3 separate regions of the Mus musculus genome follow, and all the other regions are linked to region 1. Evidence: chromatin contacts called from public Hi-C and HiChIP or PLAC-seq data. All regions are on one chromosome and are shown on one strand. The core of a region is the stretch at or near the end of the contact, and the rest is flanking DNA. Distances in the headings are between cores, read along the strand shown. Region 1 has its middle 65 kb from the start of Gm14064. Region 2 overlaps Slx4ip (SLX4 interacting protein). Region 3 overlaps Slx4ip (SLX4 interacting protein).

Evidence for each region. Hi-C and Micro-C count contacts between places; a contact is called where the count stands out from the background. HiChIP or PLAC-seq counts read pairs in DNA pulled down with a chosen protein or histone mark.
Region 2: a contact with region 1 is called in a Hi-C map of adipose-derived mesenchymal stem cells, with 2.7 times the contacts expected there. The contact joins two enhancer-like sites. A contact is called at or near these places in 1 of 484 Hi-C or Micro-C datasets (adipose-derived mesenchymal stem cells) and 1 of 115 datasets of contacts at active chromatin or transcription factors (fibro-adipogenic progenitors).
Region 3: a contact with region 1 is called in an H3K27ac HiChIP or PLAC-seq map of embryonic fibroblasts, with 6 times the contacts expected there. The contact joins two enhancer-like sites. A contact is called at or near these places in 2 of 115 datasets of contacts at active chromatin or transcription factors (embryonic fibroblasts and fibro-adipogenic progenitors).

The regions. Positions count from the first base shown.
Region 1 is chr2:137,596,942-137,600,040 of GRCm38.p6, reverse strand. No RefSeq gene overlaps it. Among named protein-coding and RNA genes, the nearest start is that of Gm14064, 65 kb to the left of the region's middle. Within about 2 kb of position 1,665, at least 26 of the 459 cell types and tissues checked have an H3K27ac peak or open chromatin away from gene starts, as enhancers often do. A contact at or near this core is called in adipose-derived mesenchymal stem cells and embryonic fibroblasts, where this site is marked.
Region 2 is chr2:137,004,869-137,008,134 of GRCm38.p6, reverse strand. Slx4ip (SLX4 interacting protein) reads right to left here. Exons shown (of 8, transcript NM_028834.3): 4 at 3,081-3,201. Among named protein-coding and RNA genes, the nearest start is that of Jag1, 110 kb to the left of the region's middle. Within about 2 kb of position 1,719, at least 26 of the 459 cell types and tissues checked have an H3K27ac peak or open chromatin away from gene starts, as enhancers often do. A contact at or near this core is called in adipose-derived mesenchymal stem cells, where this site is marked.
Region 3 is chr2:136,918,998-136,921,819 of GRCm38.p6, reverse strand. The region is part of intron 2 of Slx4ip (SLX4 interacting protein); the gene reads right to left. Among named protein-coding and RNA genes, the nearest start is that of Slx4ip, 28 kb to the right of the region's middle. Within about 2 kb of position 1,544, at least 154 of the 459 cell types and tissues checked have an H3K27ac peak or open chromatin away from gene starts, as enhancers often do. A contact at or near this core is called in embryonic fibroblasts, where this site is marked.

The DNA of each region.
Region 1 (3,099 bases), core at 416-2,915:
ATATATATCCTTCATTCATGACTGGAATAGAATACTAAAATAGGACTTAAAAATACAGATTTAGAAAGCCAAGTTGTTGGCTGTTACATTACCCTAAAACAAAAATTCATTCTCAAATATGGACCTCGGAACACCTGCCTTGGTAAGTCCTGAGAATGCTTATTAGAATAAAGACACTTGCTTACAATTCAAAGAGTGGTCACTTCTGAAATGGAATCTTCATGAGAACTCATTAAAGAATTGTTACATGGACATGTTACCATAGTGAATGTAGCCAATAATTTAGGATGGTTGAGGAGTCTGTATTCCTACACAGCATCTTTATAAAGAGCTATTTTATTCTTTAAGAATTTCACACAATGTGTTTGGGCCATATTCCCCTGCAGTGCTTCCATACATGCCACTTTTAATGGAAGCCCAGTTATGGCTAAACTACTAAGTAAGTTTAGATCCAATTGATGTTCGCAGTATGTTTGGAATATAGAAGAGCCTGGTGGAGGTACTGTCCTAACAGGACTGTTGAGCATTCTACTTAGAATCCTGGTCATCTGGAAAATGTGAGACATTCTGGGTTGCTAGAATCACTATAAAGAGGGTCAAATATGCTTCCAAAACACTTCTTATGTCTGCTTAAATATGTGAATCGCTTTTTGACTGGACACAAAACATTGTCCTGTTCACTCATGAGAAATCAAAATTCCCAGGCTTTAAGGGATGGCATATTGTATGACCTTTTCATATTAAACCAGCTTCCATCATACAAAGCCTTCCAGGATTGTCAACTCATTCACCAGTAGGATTTCAAATGGGAAGATAAAATGCAGATGTAATTTAAAATTATGTTTTACTTAAGCATAAAGGCCCAGAGAATGTCTCTCTTAGATAGCATCTTAGGCGACAAGCTTCTGCACCTCCTGGTCACACACACACACACACACACACACACACACACACACACACACACACACAATCAGCATCAAGTTCAGCCTCAAACTACTGAAGAGGAATCTACATTCAGTGTAACAAAACCCCCAGGTGATTCGTATGCATGGTAACACCTTACAAGCAATGCTGTAAAATACATTTTGAAAACCAGAGCCAAGAACAGTGACAGGAATAATTTTAACCTGGAAAATTTCAAGTATCAGTCTTACAGTTCAATCACCTTGACCCATGAAAGACTTCAGTGGTTCTTCCCTCCGCCCCCAAGAACATCTGCTCTGGGTCAGGATATTTTTTTTCCCCAAGAAAACCTCATATCTGAAGACGGTATGTAAAACAGTACATTTTTGAATCGAGAAGAAGCAGAGATCAGTGTTGCAGTTTGTAGCTTTCTTGGCCCATGAACAAATTTTATTTATACTAAAACTGTCCCACAGAATCAGAACTTTGTCTGCCATTTTAATCGACTCCCCCACAGAGGACTAGCCTATTTCCCAGCTCCACCAGGGAATGCATCATCTCATTTTAGCTGACAAAGAATCAGAGACTTCCCAAATTACTATTCCCAAGCCACTCAGAGACCCAAGCACAGATTCTGAATCAGGTGCGTGTGAACCACGAGCAGGGCTTGTGTTGTGAAGGAAAAGATGAATCCCAAGCCTCTACAAGCAAAATCCTCAAGTTAATAAAAGCCATGCACAGCCTCAAGTCCATGTAAGGTAGGGATCAGCCCGCAGGAACAAGGTTCCCATCGGAACCTTCCCAGCACAGTCATGACTCATGCCCAGAGCCATCTTGTCCCTGCAAGAAAAGCATAAATCATCGCCCATTCTGAAAAATGATGCCAAAAGTGCATTTTATTCAAATGCATTCCTTAAAATAATTGCTGAGAAAAGAATACAAGTGTATTCGACCAACAGCCGACTCTTCAGCCTGTGCATCTGGAGGGAAAATATGTCATGCAGTAACTAAGTGGATTCTAGAGATGTTGGGAATTCCTCTGTGTACTAAAGTCCAGGATCTATGGAGCCTGCTTCATTCTTTTTAAGAAAAACAAAAAAAAACTTTTGCTCTTTCTGTTACATCCAGAAAGTAACTTTCTGAGTATTCTACTGTAAACCCTACTATATTTCCCTCATTTTTATTATTTATTTTCCTTTTAACCAACAGCTCTGAAAATTACATAAATAAGATTTCTATTTAAAAAAATCTTTTTTCTTTTCACTCTCCTAAATCTTCCATTAGCATGAACAGAGCTCCAGTATATTTCATAATTTCATAACGCTGCTCTCCTCCTGATACCCCTCGTTATCTAATCCTCTTTAAATGCACATTTATTGCCTCACATTACCTAAGCTTTTATATATTTCTTGTTACCCAGAAGCAGCCGCTGAGGCAAGGACACAAAGGTGGGTGACTGTTCTAAGGGATTCTGTAAAATGCTAAGGGACCTGTGCTAGGGACGAGCAGAAAGTTCGTGAGAAGTCTATTAGCAAACAAGTCCATCCCTCTGATGTAAGATCCTAAATTTTGTTCTGTCGGCTGAGAGCCAAGCATCTGGGATATTCAGTTGTCAAATCCCTGACAGCCATTATTTGAGGGCTAGTTCTGGGAATATTTTCTTAGTGCTTAGACTGAGTGTGGTAAAAACATTAAAAAAATAATCCCACAACAAAACAATAAAACTCTTTTGAGGTACAGTTACTCATAACGATCATTCTTAGGGATATGAACACAGCAGTCAAAGGGAAAAGAGCAAGAGATCCATAGCATCTTCTCCATCTCCGTTTCCGTTCACCAATCCAGCCCAAAAGGAGCTGCTACTGAGCAAGGATACAGCCAACACTTAGTCGTCTCTAGAAATTGCTGTATGGTTTTGTTCGAAGGCTATTAGCCATGACTTGCCTCCTACATGAACTCTTCTCTTTCAGGCTTTGATGACAATAAATCCTGCGGGCCTACTCCTTTTTCTGCTTGCCACTCCTTTTCATTGTGCTGGGGCATCTTCCTGCAGCCAACCTCGAAAGGTTAGAATCCTCCATTGTACAGAGTCGGTGCTAGATGATCTCATCTGTTGTTACAGCTCAAGTTACTTTCTAACCATATCAAACCATGTACAAACTTGTGTCTCCAAGGACCCAGGTCTCTTGACAAGAG
Region 2 (3,266 bases), core at 470-2,969, 590 kb after region 1:
CCAATACATTAAGAACACTGATGTTTAATAGAATACTTAATTTATACTCATCAAAAATAGCAATGTGGACCAGGAGTAAGTCAAGGCAATCTTGAAAGACTCAGTACAAGCTATAACATATCAGGAGGCTCTAGAACCAGCACCAGTGGCAGACACTAAAGGCTACAGCAGAATGGCAAGCTCAGAAATTAAACTTCATTTCAATACCAAATGCTTATTAATAAGATTACCAAACCCATTCAATGTGGAAATCAGCCGTTTAAGCAAAGAATACTAAGAAAACTGTGGACATCCACATGAAAATGAGTTTAAATTCCATAGAACTTCTGTTTTTAGAAGAAAAATTTTAAAAAACGTTTCACAAAACAGGACTGACAATGATTTCCACAGACATAGCATCTAAGTACTAGCAACAAAAGAAAAAAGTGGTATTTTGGCTTTAGCACATTTAAGGCCACACACACACACACACACACACACACACACACACATGTATGTATGTATGTATGTATGTATGTATGTATATCTATGCCAAGGTAAGCCACCAAGAGATTAAAAAGACAAACCACAGAATTTGAGAAAATATTTGTCAATTACATAGTCAATAAGGAATGTTAATATGCATAATTTATAAAGCCCTCTAAAAACTTTCCCTCAAAAGCCCAGTTAAAAATGGACTAGGCATATAGTCATTTCTCAAAAGAAAAAAAAGATATATGAATAGCCAATGAGTACATAAAAAGATGGCCAGCATCACTATTCACCAAGGAAATAGTACCAAACCAAACCAAACCAAACCAAGACAAACAAACAAGAGCCAAAAAGCCACAATTAGAGATTGTTCCACATATGTCATGATGGCAATTATCAAAGTATCAGAAAATAAGGGTCGGCAAAGGTGTAGAGAAAATAGACCCCTTGTACAGTGAGTGAGGATGTAAAATAATGCAGTCATGCGGCAAATAATATATTAGTACCTCAAAAACATAATCAAAAGAATTACCCTGTGATCCAGACATTTCTAAGTGTATATTTAAAAACCCAAAGTCCTGAAAAGATAATTTGTATATCAGTGTTCACACACTATTGTTCATACGAGTCAGAGCATAGAAGTGATCATCAACAAATGAATGAACAGACAATGTGTCATCCACTATAAGATTTCAAAAGAAGTGAAATTCTGATAAATGCATCACTAGGAATGCTGAAAACCTAACTGTAATGAAAATAAACCAGAGAATAAGATGACAAATATCATATGACTCACTCATGGAAGATACTGACTGTAGTGAGCTCAAGAAAATCAGGAAGCAGGACCTCTGCTACCCAGGGCTCAGCTAGAGCATGAGGACACATTATTCCTAGGTACAAAGTCCTACTGGACAGTGACAGACTTCTGGAGATTGGTAATGGCAACAGTTGCACAAAAATGGGAGCATACTTCTGCTGCCAAAGTAAACACTTCAATAGTTGTTAAATAGTAAATTTTATCTGTACTGTACAACAACAACTTTACCAAACAGTGACACGGGAAATTTTATTTTAGTAATATATTAATTAGGAGGGGGAAACGGTTACAAAACTGTGTATAGACTAAGCTCCCTTTGTCTGTTTAATCAATAAATCTTTTCCTCCACAAAAATGAGGATGTTTTCTTGTCTCTGAGAGAAGCTGGGTACTGAGTATGTAGCCTCAAACACACTTTAGCTGCCAGGGCAGGTTTGGGAAGGGAAGGGTTGGTTGAGAATCAGTACTGATCAAAGCACCTATTGTAACAGCTGCACTAGAGTCGGGAATCGGAGAATCTTGCTCAATTCTTTTCCTGTTGCACTGGTGAAAATATGAGCTTGTCCAGGTCTAATTGCGGTACAAGGAGTGCTTCTCTCATAATTTAAAGCAGCCCTGAGTGGCAAATCCCCTGGAGCATCTCCTGGATCAGTGTTCCACAACCTTTCTAATGCTGTGACCCTCCAATACCGTTTCTCCATACGGTTATTTTCTTGCTACATGATAACTGTAATTTTGCTACTGTTATGAATCATACTGTAAATATCTGATATGTAGGATATCTGATATGCAACCCCTGTGGGTGTCATGGCCACAGGTGGAGAACCACTGGATAGTAATATTGCTTTGTTTGGAAATGAAATTCTCTCAAGCCTTCCAGTTCAGGTAACAAAAACTACTTCTCTATTTATCATCTATACAAGGTAAGCACTCTAGACCTAGAGCGATTTCAGGAGTGTGTAATCCAGTATTTTTCCTAAACATCTTCTGTTAGCATAACGGGGCTCACAGCAGTCTACCACTACAGTCTGATAAATAGCATGCACTGACTGTATCACAGACTGCTATGAAATGCTGATTTTATGTAAGAAACAACCAACCAAAACAAAACAGAGAAACAAAGCAGAAGACCAAGAGAACAGAAAAAACAGTGGAGTGGAGTTCATAAGAACTGGGTCTGGATTCCAGCTCTGTCCCCTGTGGTCACTCAGCATGTCACTGCATCTCTATCACAGGTACTGAGGTAAGTACTGGGGTCAAGAGGAGGGAAGGAATGTGTCAACCTTGCTTTGGTTGCTCTGTGCCCTGTGGCTGTCCTGTCATCCCCGGCCTCTGCCCACTACAGGCAGCACCCACCCCATGCCACTCCTGACAAGCAAAACTCTGCACACATTTCCAAATGCCCTCCAGGAGTATCAGTGCTCCTGTCTGAGAACATTTGAAAGAGAATGACATATGGGAAAACATTCTAAAAAGCAAAGGACAGCGAATCAAGTGATGTCAGTATTAATATAAATTCATTTAAGACTATTTGTCAAAAAACCAAAAGAGACCTTTAAAATGTTACAGTTTCCTTAAGAATGTTTTATTTGCTATTTTTATATATTTTGCCTATCATTAAAAGTCCTTTAGGGCTTTCTGGCAAATGTTTGTTCCTCAAACACAAGTATCGTCATCACAGCATAGTTTTAAATGGATCACTATGCGGACATGACAGAGTGAAATATAATTGCAATCTCTACAAAGCTGAAACTTTACTTTCTTTGTCCAAAATTGCAGTGCTTGTTGCCTACCTTTTAAGGACAAGGGACTGGATCTTGTGAATTCTGCACTTGATGGCTTGCGCTGTTTATAAATGCCCACATACTCCTTAACTCTGGAATCAATGGTTTCTTTTAACAGCAAACAAACTTCCTAAAGTAAATTTAAAACATTAGACATTTCTAGTTTAATGCAATGGGGAGAAGCAAAATTATACA
Region 3 (2,822 bases), core at 295-2,794, 680 kb after region 1:
ATACACACAGGTATATATGTGCAGATAGGTTTTGTCTGTTTTCTGAAATCCAATATAATCCCAGCTCTTAAGACGAGTAGTACATGTCTTAGAATTTAAACTGAAGGAAGGAGATAAGACATTTTGGCATTATAAGGAAAAGTGCTAATAGTCTTAAAAGCTGGAAAATGCAGATTAAACACATGGGTGTTAGTGTTATGTAGCACTTTTTAAGATCAGTATTCAGATTGACTAAAACTTAATTTAAAACTCCCCACAATGTTAAAATGGATGACGGGTATATTAATGTTCATCGCATTCTTCTGTTTTGTGAAATTTTCCATAAAAGGTTTTTGTTAAAAATCTTCACATACATACTCTTCCCATGATTCCTGCTGTGCAAGGCTGATTAATGTAAATTTTACAGAACACACCCTTCTATGGATAATTTTAACTTTTCCTAAAAATAAACATTCTAGTCACCAACCCAAGGAGGGGGCAGAGGCTGAGGAACGCAGTGTCACGGCAGATGGAGAGTCAGTCGTTGTGGGAAGTGAAAGCCATGCAAGCAGCATCAGAACTGCTGTCCCAGCACCTGATGCCCTGGGCCAGCCTTGAAAACAGTAAGCATTTCATCCCTTTTGGAAATGCTGAGCAGCTGGGAGCTAGCAGTGCTCACCAGTGACCATTAACACTGCTAAGGCTACAGCACACGGTCAGTTGTTTCCTATGCTGCAGGAAGTCTGCAGAGTGCTGAGTCAGAAACAAAGATGCAGACTCATGGATGACTAATGACTCTCTGGAGTACAGTCAGTGCTTCAAAATTTAAGATGTAAGACAAGATTCACACTACTGAAGACTGTCCTGACCCATAATGTCACCTACAGAGTAGAAATCCAGAAATTTTACTAGAATGACATGTTCTTTGATATTCTTCTGCAATATTATGTTTAATCACCACAATACATACACACTGAGGGTTATGAATAACACTAACACGGCTGAACTTTCACACCAATAATAAAACCAGCTGTAAACTGCATGGAAAGCAATCATGACTGGCCTCAACCCTAGGAACCCAGAGAACTTCTCACAGATAAGATTTATTACAACTAACTGTTAAACGTCATTGAGGCCTCTCCACAAACACTTAGTATGATCTGCAAGAATGTAAGTGTATGGAGATAGCAAAAAAAAAAAGCAAACTTTTCAGGTCTCTAAACTAGAGGCTGGTACTATCTAACCTCTGGAGGAATCTAAGCCTTGTTTTTGGACAACTGCCATGCATGAGGGTGGGCAATGGTGACTCATAAGTATGAAGGACAGTGCCCCTGAAGCACAGTTGATGAAGCCAATCTCTACACCTGTTCAACTAGCTTCCAAAAGTTGGCAGTTGCACAGCACCCTTGCAGGATATGTCACTGGGGGATGGGTCACTGTGTCCTACAAAGTGCACTGAGGAGGCAGGAGAAGACCGAGACCAGCAGAGAAATACAGAGACTACAACCCTCCAGGACAGGCCCACAGGGGAGCTGCCTTGGAGTGGAGTCACTGGCAGCCAAAAAGCTGTTCCCAGACCTTACAAGCTCAACAATACTTTGTCAATTCACTCTGAGTCACTCACACTCCCAAATCATAAAGTACCTTTTCCCAGTTCCATTTAAGTTTGTGAAGATTTGCGACTTCCTTCAGAAGAGCCTTAACTAAAATTACACCAGGCCAATGCACTTTTTATTGCCTCTGCATACATTCTCCGGGCAGCTCTTGAGTTTCTTGACCTACTCTGCAGAGATTCTCGTCTCATCCTTGAAAAGCAACATGAGGAGTATGTGCTTGCATTGCCATTTTTCCTGAGGTAACCTGTACAGGAACCCAGTGCCCCCATCCCTCACCCCTCCCCACTGGTGTCTGAGCCTAGGCGGGACAGGGACCTGGCTAAAGGCCTTCAAAGAAGGCAGCACTTCCATAGGAAGATGTACCTACTCCCAGTGGGACAGCTCTGCATCTGAATAGTTGGCTTCAAGTGAGCCACTCCACTCTTGTCCAAAGACAGTGAAAGGCATGCAGGTAAGGGGCCGCACCCCTGTGGAGCACACCCCTTCCCACAGTGGACATACCTAAACCCACAGCTTCCTGGAGGAAAGCAAAGGTAAAGGCATCCAGGCCTGAAGACAGGTGCCAACAAGAAGCCAAAGCAAGTCTGGGCAAGGGCACAGCAGCAGTGTCATCTCAGAAAGCACCCACTGCTCTGAATCAGCAGCTTCTAAACACAGACTAAACTGCTTTTCACTTTGAGAGCTGGGCTTAAAGAGGAAGCAAAGAAGGCAGCCAGCAGAGGTGGAAAAGCTGGGGCTGGCTCAGGCACAGCAGCCTGGGCCTAGTGTCTAGGGCCCTGCTGGCCTTCCTTTGGTGGATAACCATGATCCTTATTTAACCATAAAAAAACAAAAAGGAGATTCTACATGGAAAAGAACAACTGTGCTTTGAGCTGAAGAAACAGGGGTCTGGAGAGACTCATCAAATGGCGCTGGTGACTCCAGCAAACACTTGTGTACAACTCCATCACTGTGGTTAACAATCGTCTACCACAGCAGACTGAGAACAGTACCTTCACAATCTTGGACCGTTCTAAGAAACACCTGCAAACCCTGCTTACACCTTTCCTTCACCAGATACACAATAAAGATCAACAGACCAGCTATAAGATTTTCCTAATAATCAGAACTCAGGTATCTTTGAAAGGAATTTCAAAATAAGTTACTTCATGAAACACCCTGGCAGAAAAATATGAATCACAATGATTAATATTACAGTGGTGACTATTACTGGCAATGCCCAGTAGT